Linked DNA regions of Mus musculus: region 1 is linked to region 2. Evidence: chromatin contacts called from public HiChIP or PLAC-seq data. All regions are on one chromosome and are shown on one strand. Each heading gives the region's core, a stretch centred on a gene start, on an enhancer-like site or on the middle of the called end of the contact. The rest is flanking DNA. Distances are from core to core; before and after follow the strand shown. Region 1 holds the start of Mtf1 (metal response element binding transcription factor 1). Region 2 has its middle 35 kb from the start of Rragc.

Region 1 (5,473 bases), core at 1,053-3,552, 850 kb after region 2:
CTAGCTGGCTGGCAAGGCCTCAGGACCCACCTCTCTCTCCCTCCACATCACTGTGGTTACAGGTACATTTAAGTGGGAGCTAGAGATCTGCACTCAGGTCCTCTGTCATGTTTGCATGGCAAGCACTTAACTTAAGGAGCCATCTCCACAGCCCCTCTTTATTTCTTGAGGCAGCCTCCCACTGTATAGCTCTGCCTGGCCTGGAACTAAAGACTGGTAGGAATAGAGACTTGTTTCTCCCCCACCCCCCAGTTGTTTGTGCTTTCAGGAAGGAACTACCTGGGCATAGAGGTACATGCCTTAATCCCAGTCTCAGGAGGAAGAGGCAGGTGGAGCCCCTGAGTTCAAGGCACCCAGGCCCTGCCTTTAACACAGAGTGCTTGAGGTAGTCTGTTCTCTCTCCTAATCACCCCCGTGTCCCAGTTGCTAAGTGGTATTTTCTGTTTCTGTCATGCACAGCTAGCATATTTGGCAGCTTACTGCTCCGGAACCCAGCTCGTCACCAAAAGCTTGACATGGCGGAAAAGAAGAAGGCCCAAGAGTTTATTCACCAGTTCCTCTGCGGTCCACTCTGAGCCTCACTACTCCTCTCCTGTTTTCCTTAAGGCAGCCACAATTGTCAGCCCCACCTGTTTCAGCTCAAGAACTGCCTTAAGCTGGTCTGAGGCTGCTGGAAGAATGGCAGCCACCTGTTTCTTCTACCTGAGCCTAGACCTGCCCCTTCTCCATGCCATTGGCTAGCACACCCATGCTGACTTGTGAAGACATGGGGGCAATCCACCATAGTAGAACTGACGTTCCACATTCAACTCTAGTTATTTAACACAAATAGCTCCCTATTCATTTTTATTTAAAAGTTTTAAGTAACTGTACTTTGCCTTATTCAGCCAGCCTCCAGGACATGCAGTCAGTGAGTTCCCCATATCCCGTACTGAGCATCTCATGGTCAGATACTTGGACTAACTGAAGTCCCTGAAGGAGAATGGCTTGGGGCGGCAGGACTCTGCTTAGAGGTTCCTGGATAAACAACTTTTAGCCATCCAGATGCTTCCACTGTCCAAGCCGCAAACATGTTCATGCATAGGGCACCTGTTCCCTTTCTGCTCAACTCCAAGGCCTCTCAGTCGCCCCCAAGAGCACTGAAGAAAGGGGGTTCTGGTGAAACAAGTGGGATTTTGTAGGATATTCAGTCCTCCCAACTGTATATAATGCAGCACCTCTCATATATGTAATATATTTTAATGAAAATGTATTTTTAATGGTGACTATGGTTCTCTCTTTTTTTAGTTATGTGTATGTGTGTGGTGGTGGTGGTACATGCATGTGTGAATGTGCTAGGAGAGGCCAGAGGCTCAGATCTCTCTGAAGCTGGATGTGAGCCATCTAATGTGGGTTCTGGTTTCAAAAGAACTCTAAGGTCAGAGCAGTCAGTTGGTCTTCTCTTCCCCAATCCTCCTCTCTCAAGAGATGGTAGTTCCTGGCAGCTAGTCCTTTGTGGCTTAAGAACAGAGCAGCTGATCTGTGGCATGCTGGTGCGCCAGAGTCACTTATTCAACCTTACTCAGAGGGAATGGCACAGCAGTTTGGGCCTGAACCCTGATCTAGCCTCTAAGAGCACTGCTCCAACGTAAACATTCGAGAGAAGTCGTTCATGGGGTAAATAAGCATTAGCTTATGTGAGAGTCTAAAAATTACATATACAGGAATATAATAGAAACACGAGAAAAGTATCTTCTTGGGCTTTGAAATATTGCTACCACCGAGTGGATTTCAAGGGTGGGTAGGATAAGTGTTAAGAGCTGACAGGGGACTGGCCAGTAGGTGGCGCTGACCCTTTCTAGAGCAAAAACCCTCCTTAAGGAAGGTTGGAACCGCTAGCTCCCGCGGGCGCGTGAGAACGAGAAGTTTCTGGAGGGCTCTGCTCAGCGTTCCGGTCCTGGGGGGGAGCCTCAGCCAGGTGAACTATGCTGCGTGGGTACAGTGGGGCGAGGAGAGGGATGCCGTGGGCTGGCCTACGCATCTGGAAGGCGGCGGCTGACTGCAGCCTTCTTGCTGCAGCTGTGGACGCAGCTGGGGCTGAGAACACCTCGACTTCACCGCTGATGTCGCGTATCCTCCCGCGCTCGAAACAGCCCGCTCTCTATGGTCAGCTTCCCGGTGCGGCACCGGAGCGCCAGACTCCACTCGCTCCGCCCACAGCCCGCTGGGGAGAGGCGCGGTCTCAGCCCCCTGGAGAGTAGAAGCCAATCACGAACAGCAGCAGGCCCAGGGCTCCCCGGGCCTCTCCTTCCTCCGGAAAGCGGAAGCGGAAGTGACGCTAGGGACAGGTGGGGGCAATCATGGTGCCGCTTGGGAGGGGAGAAGCTGCTGCTGCCGCCGTTGCCGGGAGCCGCGGAGGTAAAAGCAGAGGCTGGACTCGGCTGGGGCTGGAACTATCCGGGGGGTGCGGGACTGGGGCTCCCTGCCGTAGCCATTCCCGGCTGAGACTTCATTCCACTCACCCGAGGGACCCCACCCCTCCTCCGTTTCCATGGGGATGGGTATCCAGCCCCCCTTCTCTGTTTCCATGGAGACCCGGACCCTGCCCCTCTTAGCCCAGCTCGTAGCCCCCAGACTGCCTCGGGGTTTTTCTCTGTAGCCCTGGACTAGGGGTGCTTTCCCGGTCAGGGTCCTCATGCTAGTCTCTCAGAGGTGCTGGGTTCGCAGTCCTCGGCCACCCTCACACCTCCTGGTCTTGTTACAGAAAGTTGGTCTCTGCGTTTCCCGGGGCAGCCCACCGGGTCTCTTATCTCTCCTCTCAGACACCGAGAAACGTGTATTTCTGGGGTTGCGTAAGCAAAGGTTCGGGCTGGTTCCTCTCAGATTAGATCCCTTGACCTGTGCCTGGTAACTACCTCGCCTGCTTGTCACTCCGGCTAGTAAAGGCTCACTTTGCCGACTCTTGAGCTGAAGAGAAAGTGCAGAACCAGGTTGAGAACTAAGTGATGTGCTGGTTATTTTAAATTCTCCTTTTGTGTCTGCCAAACCCACATTTGTAGAACCTGTGTGTTTTCGGGTGAAGGAGGAATCACCATTCCAGACCATGAAAGCTTCAAATTTGGTAATTTCCTCAAGAGGCTATCTTCAAAAAGAGACCGTCTGCATGTCTGTCATTCATTTTGCTGATATTTCCTGAGCTGCTCGTGTCAGTATTGCTTATGTTAAGTCAGCCTTTCGGGTCAGAAAGCCTAGTCACTCTGTACAAGTGTACTCTCTGGTCCAGATCATGTTTTACGATATAAATAATTAAAGTGATTTGCATCAGCTACTCCTTATTAGGGTTTAGCCCCTCCACCTGATGTGTTCTAGAAATGACAGAAGGAAGCCACCCTTTTTCTTTACCTGCAGTTTCTCTTTCTGTATGAAACAGGAAGCCCTGGTCCCACTGTAGAAAAGCAGGCACGGATAGGTTGTCCAAGCAGTAAAGGGCAAAAGGAGGGTTTGGAGGTGGTTATGTTCAGAGTGTTGTTTCTGCACCACCAACTACATGAGGCCGTGGCACTGCCTCACGGTGTGTTTGCGGGGAGGGAGGGCATTGGGACGGGAGCACCTCACTGAAGGTTTGTAGCCACTCTTTCTTTAAACAGCCACCTGTTTGCTCTTTTATCCTCCTTAGCTTCATAGATCCATCTTTAAAGTATGTGACAGTAGAAGGTCTTGTGAATGCCAACTTTGAATTTTTTGGGGGAAAAAAAAAGATTTGCTTTTTCCTTGTCAGTGACTGATTGTGTCAGATTTTAAGTATTTCCAAGGAACATAATTTTTTTTTTTTGCTTTGGTTTGCCTCTGTGTGATTGAGTATGTGTGTTTGATTCTTTTGAGACTGGGTTTCTCTGTTTAGCCCTGGCTGTCCTGGAACTCACTCTGTAGACCAGGCTGGCCTTGAACTCAGAAATCCGCCTGCCTCTACCTCCCAAGTGCTGGGATTAAAGGCGTGCGCCACCGCTGCCCGGCATGCGTGTGTGTGTGTGTGTGTGTGTGTGTGTGAGTGTGTGTGTGTGTGTGTGTGTGTGTGTGTGTGTGTGTGTGTGTGTGATTCTTACTGTGTATCTCTGGTTCACCTGGAATTCAAGAGAGATCCAGCTTACTCAACCTCTCAGGTGCTGGGTTAAAGACATTCACCACCATTCCTAGGCCTGGATTGCTCTCTCTCTTTGTTTTGAGACAGGGTCTCACCACCAACTCTGGTTGGCCTGGAACTTGATATGCAGACAATGCTGGCCTGGAATTCTCAGAGGTCTGCCTGCCTCTGCATTCCAAAGTCTGGGATTAGCACTTTGCTCTTTAAAATGAGGGAAAGTGATCCCTAAGGATCCCTTGAGGACATAGGTGTGTCTTGGGCTGTGGTTCTAACTCTGGTGTTATCTATTGCAGAAAGGCCGTTACCTTTCCATTTCTCACAATTGGGCTGAGCACACGTGAGCCATGGGGGAACACAGTCCAGACGACAATATCATCTTCTTTAAGGGAGAGGAGGATGACCTAACCCCGCATGACAAGATGCTCAGGTTTGTGGATGACAACGGACTGGTGCCTTCCTCATCTGGAACTGTTTATGATAGGACCACTGTTCTCATAGAACAGGACCCTGGCACTTTGGAGGATGATGAAGACGATGGACAGTGTGGAGAACCCTTGCCTTTTCTGGTGGAAGGTGAAGAGGGCTTCTTAATAGATCAGGAAGCAATGTCCCAGGGTTACGTACAACACATTATCTCACCAGATCAGATTCATTTGACTATAAACCCTGGTTCCACACCCATGCCAAGAAACATTGAAGGTGCAACTCTTACTCTGCAGTCGGAATGTCCAGAAACGAAACGGAAAGAAGTAAGTAAAGCCGCAGATGAGGCCGGTGTGGCTTTGGGGCGGCTCCTTCCACATCGCGCTGGCAGGTTTAACTGGGGGTTAAAGGAGCTCCTGGGCTTAGAGCCTTCTGTAGTCTTGCCTGTCAACAACACATCCGCTTCCTGTTTCGTTGTGACTGCTTTCTAGAACTTTTGGATTGTATGGCCACATTGTAATTGAGGAATACTACATTGTAATATCTCAGATTTTCCTCTCCAAATCATAAATAAAATAGAAATTTCACCAAAGTGAATTCATGTTTATACTGCGAAAGTAACAGCATGGCTTCTCTGATAGCCAAGTGACTAGATTTGTGTGTAATAACTAGAGCTGGCTGTAAGTGATTTGTTTTGGAGACGCCTGTAGGAATATGTTTGTTAATTTAGTGAATATTTAATGGATAGTAAAAGGAACTTTGTATAATCCAGGCAAGAATCCACAAAGGAGATGAGATTAGCTAAAGGTGGTCACACTCACTCACGTTCAGGAACTGTGCATGATGGAATGCCTTTCAGGGTAGCTTGGAAACCGGAAGGCATCTCTCTCACAGGTTGTAGTTCTGCATTCGGATGAAAGGAATGCTACG
Region 2 (5,360 bases), core at 923-3,422:
CCCACTGTGTGTGTGTGGGGGGGGGGGCGCTCCAAGGTCATGCTAGTTGGTTGCTTACAAGGGATGAAGGCTGGTTAGACTTTACAGTGGGTAACACTGTATGAATAGTATGGTATTGAATTCAAAGACTCCCTGAGGGTAGAGTATCCCCTTCCTCTGCCTGTTGCTGTCTTCTCTAGGAAGTCTTTGTGCTGGGCCATCAGTGAGGGTCACTAGAATCTGGTTCTAGGCTCAGAGACCTGCTGTCTTCCTGGAGGGATGCCTCTCTGGGAGTCTCTGCCTCCAACCCTGCAGAGCTCAGTCCTTTTAATCTTCGGAGCTCTGTGCGCTTCCAGAGAGGGTTTAAGGTGGGGGTAAGAGGCAGTTCCTGCCTCAGAGCATTTTGTTTCTGCGGATCCAGTGTTTAAGTCTCCACAGTTCTCAATGTGCCAGCCAGTAGCATCTCACTATGAAAGATGCTGCAAGAGCCGGCCACAGAATCTGTGTCGTCTGTATTCACGGTTCAGGTACCTGGTTCTAAAGCCGTGGGTTTATTTAGGGGCAGAGGCCTCTCCTCAGCCCAGAGCCCAAGCATTTCTTTGGCCTCTGAGTAGTTTCTTGAGAGTCTCTTGGACAATTGGTCTGGCAATGGATGCCCTGCTTTGGGTCTTGCACCAGAGCCTTTTTTACACAGTTTCTGTCCCTGGCATTATCTAAAGATGCCTCTCTTTGCCACCACCCCTCCTGTTCACAGCTATGCCACGGTCCTGTGTGTGAAGCCAGATACAACTGGTATTCTCATTTGTAAAGCTTGGCTTTTTAGAAGGCAGCCTCGTGTAGCCCAGCCTGGCCTCAGATTCTCTGTGTATCTGAGGATGACCCTGCAGCTCCTGGTTCTCCTGCCTTTATCTCAAGAGCTGGGGTCAGGCATGAGCTACTACCACACATGGTTTATGCAGTGTTTGGGACTGAACCCAGGTTTCTGTACCTGCTAGTTGAGCTTCCTACCAACTGAGTCCCAGCCCCAGCCCTCATCTGTACAGTCGGTACATGTTAGGAGGAACAGGCTTTCATCGAAGAAGAGCGTCCTCACTGCTGAGAGGCAGAGATGATCCAAGAGGCAAAGCGATTACAATTATGCAGGTGGTAGGAACACAGCAGAGCCAGAAGCCAGGCTCTTGGGCTCAGAACCTTAGTTTACAAAAATGCTGTTGAGTGGGACAGAGCATTGGCTCAGAGCTCAAACCTTGAGTTCAGTAGGTGAAGACTCAAACTTCACGCCTCCCCCTCCCATGTTACCTGATTCCTCACTCTTCTTCATCTTTTATAGAATGGGAATAACTACCTTTTAACCACTTTATGATTATAAGGACCAAAATGTGAACTGGTTTTGTGTGTAGAGAAAGGTAGTTGTAATTATTCTCACCACCACCACCACCACCACCATCACCACCACCATCATTTATTTTTCAGCATCTTCCTGTACCCCCATACTGCAGGTACCCATGTGATCCCTGATAATCACAAGAGCTAACATCCACAGGAGGCAAGATGAGGTTGAGCAATTCTTAGTGGGATCTTCTCCAAGCTTGCTCCCTAGTTGCTTTCCTGCCTGTGCCCAGCTGCATTTTGTCAAGGTTTCTCTCTGCAGGAGCTCAGGCTGAGTCTTATGGCCGGGTGGCTGATTTCCCATTCTCAAGGGTAACCTGATGTGGTTGGCTGAGAAAGGCAGATCCAGTCTAGAAAGAGGATCCTAGTACTGCCCCAGGCACCTAACCTCTCTCTCCAAGAAGAGCTGGTGTTCTGGGGTCACCAAAGTACTTCCCATAGGGACCTCTTTCTGCTTAAGTATAGGGCTTGGTAAGTGACTTGGGCTCCAAGGCAGCCAGGGGACTGGCAGGAGGGAAGTTCTGTTTCTCTGAAAAACAATGACTACTCTGAGGCTTCTACAAATACTCAGTCAGTTCCCTAGTATGACAACACGAAGGAGCAGTTCGTTGCATCTTCATAATTAAGAGTTGAGGAGAAGTCAATGGTGATGAAAAACGCAATTTGTCTGTGCTTTTCTCTTTCCTATGTCCCCTTTCCCTTGCATCTTGTGGTCCTCCCCCCCCCCCCGCCCCCCAGGGTGCAGATGCTAGCCTGGCTCCTTGTGCCCTGAGCATGTGGCTAGAGGAGGAAGCAGCGGGTTGCCCCTCCCCTCTAAGCTGGGAAGTCCCAGAGAAGGAGAGGTTTCGGTTTGTGGGCTCCTTTGCCAGATGGTATTTGATACGAATATTGATGTTAATGGCGTTTGGATAATGACAGTGTCTGTGGCAAGGGCTTTATTACCATTACGAGCAGCACAGACCTGGGGGGAGTCATTCCGTTTAGTTACCTGTGTGTGTGTGTGTGTGTGTGTGTGTGTGTGTGTGTTGCCAGTGTTTAGCAGACAATTACTGGGAGGTGGTATTCTAGGGAACTTGGGTGACTCCTGGTTTCTCAGGTCCTGAAGTCAGCCCCTACGGTGGAGCTGGGTGCCTTGGAGGGGCGTGATAGCAGAGGTTACCCACTTTCCTTTTGTGCACAGATGGATCACCCAAGCCTTTCCCAGCATTCCCGCTCTTGGAGGGTGAACTATTGCAACCTCTCTCCATAACCAGATACATCAAAACCCTACCTTTTACACTTCTGGGGGTGGGGGGTTTCAGATTCTTCCTATTAAAAATGAATAATAAAATCCTCCGCTTTCATCTTAATGGGGTTGGTAGGAGGTGCTTAGCTTTTTATAGCTACCTAGCTGATTGAAAAAGGCAGACGAAGCTATCACAAAATTAAGGAAGAGGTCATCGTTAGAAGACCAGAGACTGCAGTCTTCTAAAAGCATTTCTGGTCTTAATTCAAAGCTCCTCTCTGGAGTGCTTTGGGAAGCAGGCCCGTGGGTTTCCTTTGCTGAACCAAAGCTTTGGCAAGGTGGGCACCATGTGGCAGGCTCCTCTTGGAGTCCTGCGGAAGGATTGGTCCCTTCAGAGCAGAGATGACACTTTCAAGACAGATTGTCTGGCCGATGGTTAGGCTGGTTTTCCTACATCCTGCAAAAGTCTGGCCCTTGTGAGAAATGAATGGACGAATGAATGGGACCTCAGGTGGTTTTGGAGTCTTGTCAAATGGCTTCAGAGACAGAGCTGGTGGTTGCTATGAACCAAACACTCCTGGGATCTTAGCTATCCAGAGACATGGGCAATCAGGAGGCTGGGCAGAACTTCTGGAAATAGCTTTGAAATGGATTGTTGTGTGTGCTCCTGTTGCGGATGGCCTGGCCCTGAGTCAGAATACAAAACAGAGCGATGCTCTTTTACTCCTTTCAGACTAATGATTTTGTCCTTTCTCTCTCTCCTCCCCACTTTATTTCTTCATCTATAACATCTGCAAGAGGGCAGCCAGACTAATAAAACTGCACTAAGCTTGACTAATGCCAGCCATTGATCCGAGGGTGGGACCCGATTAATCAATGGGATTTTAGCAGTGTTTGCTTCTCCCAAGGGACACGAGGCCCAGAGACAGCTCTTGCCAGTGTGGAGGGAAGATCTGTGAGGAGTTCTGGGAGGAGGCAAGAGATGAGTGCCCGCCTCCCCAGGAGCAGTCTTTGTGACCTTTTCAGAAATGCTTCTGGGGTGTTGTTTGTTTGGGGGTACTCACTTGCTCTACCTATGGATGCCACTGAAGGATTTGCTGGGCTCTGGGCACAGGTGTTTAGAACAGAGAAAACCTCTCTAGAGACACAAGGCACTTTTCACATAGCTAAAGGCCTGGGAATATCATCTCCTCTACTTTCCCTTGCAGTAGTATACTAGGGGAAACTGAGGCTGACAGAGGGAAAGATCATGCAATGAGTTAGTAAGACTATCCAAAATCATCTTTCTACTTCCCCTGTATGTTTAAGGCTGAACTGAATCAGAAATTGCCACAGCCAACAAAAGTTCAACACAAGTGATTTAGAGAATTTAGCAGAGTGTGGATGCCCAGACTAAAGAGTTTGGTTTGAGAAAATTTAAATATATATATATTTAAAGAAAGACTGGGCATGGTGGCTTATACCCTTAATTTGAGCACTTGAGAGGCAGAGGCAAGTAGATCCCTGCTAATGAGCTACATTTCCCATCCTTTAGACCAGTGTTGGTACTCAGCATCCCATAAGCTAGGAGTGGCTCATGCCTGTAATCCTAGCACTCAGGAGGCACAGGAGTCTAGGGTAATCCTTGGCTGTACCTGGAATTTGAGGCCCACGAACATGCCACCTTGTCTCAAAACAAAACATGGGATACACACATGCATGTAGGCAAACATTCAAATACATACAAATGAATAAGTCTCTTTTTCTTAATTGAGCATTATTTGGAGCATGGTGGCACATGCCTTTACTCCCTGCACTTCAGAGGAAGGGGTGGCTTTCTGAGTTCAAGTCCAGCCTGGTCTACATACTGAGGTCTAGACAGCTACAGCTACATAGTGAGACCCTGTCTCAAACGAAAAACTTGAGCATTTCTGCCTTACAAAAGTCCTGCTGTGAGCTAAACCTTGATGTGACATTTTGCTGTTTGTTTTTTGTTTTGTATTGGTTTGGGGGACAGAATTCAGGGCTTTGCCAGTGCTAGGTGATGACCCTGAATGACCAGAGTCTCCAGCTCTGCTGATGGCCATTTCTTTACTTGTCTTCATAATTTTATACCTAAATAGCTTGCTTGCTGTGTTTAAACTTTATATAAATAGAACCACGCTGTTTATGTGTGCTTTTCTGTTTGTCTCTTTGACTCAGCAGTGCACAGATTATCCATGCTCTGGATAGCTGGACTTGATTCATTTTCTTTGCTATTATATTCTTCTTTTCCTTTGCATAGACTGTTTTGTGTGTGTGTGTGTGTGTTTAGTGCATCCGTGGCATAGCATATGTGGAAGTCAGAGTACACCCTTGGGTATTAGTCCTCACTGTCTACCTGGTCTGAGGTGGATCTTCTGTTATCTTGCTGTTTGAACCAGGGTAGCTGGTGCACACACCCCCCTAGGAGTCTTCTCTCTCCCTTTCCTATCTTTCAAGTGGAGCACTGGAGGTATAGGTCCTTGGCGATGCTTGCCTTTGTGGGGCTTCTGGGATAGCAACTGAGAGGCTCCCGCTTGGGAGACGAGTGCTTTACCTGCTGAGCCATGTCGCCAGCCCATACAAATTATTATTTGTTTTTAAAAAGAACTATTAGAATCCTGCCACAGGAGCTGAGGTATGATTCTTTTTTTTTTTTAATATTTTTTATTACGTATTTTCCTCAATTACATTTCCAATGCTATCCCAAAAGCCCCCCATACCCTTCCCCCCCAATTCCCTACCCACCCATTCCCATTTTTTTGGC

Evidence for each region. HiChIP or PLAC-seq counts read pairs in DNA pulled down with a chosen protein or histone mark.
Region 1: a contact with region 2 is called in an H3K4me3 HiChIP or PLAC-seq map of bone marrow-derived macrophages, with 6 times the contacts expected there. The contact joins the promoter of Mtf1 here to the enhancer-like site in region 2. A contact is called at or near these places in 19 of 39 promoter capture datasets (the 3T3-L1 cell line, 3T3-L1-derived adipocytes, the C10 cell line and 10 more), 1 of 15 datasets of contacts at CTCF or cohesin (large pre-B cells), 6 of 115 datasets of contacts at active chromatin or transcription factors (astrocytes, bone marrow-derived macrophages, embryonic basal ganglia and 3 more) and 1 of 9 other capture datasets (embryonic stem cells).

What each region holds. Positions count from the first base shown.
Region 1 is chr4:124,800,247-124,805,719 of GRCm38.p6, forward strand. Mtf1 (metal response element binding transcription factor 1) reads left to right here and starts at 2,303. Exons shown (of 11, transcript NM_008636.4): 1 at 2,303-2,397; 2 at 4,414-4,869. The coding sequence starts at 4,465. It overlaps Inpp5b (inositol polyphosphate-5-phosphatase B), which reads left to right. Exons shown (of 24, transcript NM_008385.4): 24 at 460-1,265. The coding sequence ends at 575.
Region 2 is chr4:123,950,054-123,955,413 of GRCm38.p6, forward strand. No RefSeq gene overlaps it. Among named protein-coding and RNA genes, the nearest start is that of Rragc, 35 kb to the left of the region's middle. Within about 2 kb of position 2,173, at least 55 of the 459 cell types and tissues checked have an H3K27ac peak or open chromatin away from gene starts, as enhancers often do. A contact at or near this core is called in bone marrow-derived macrophages, where this site is marked.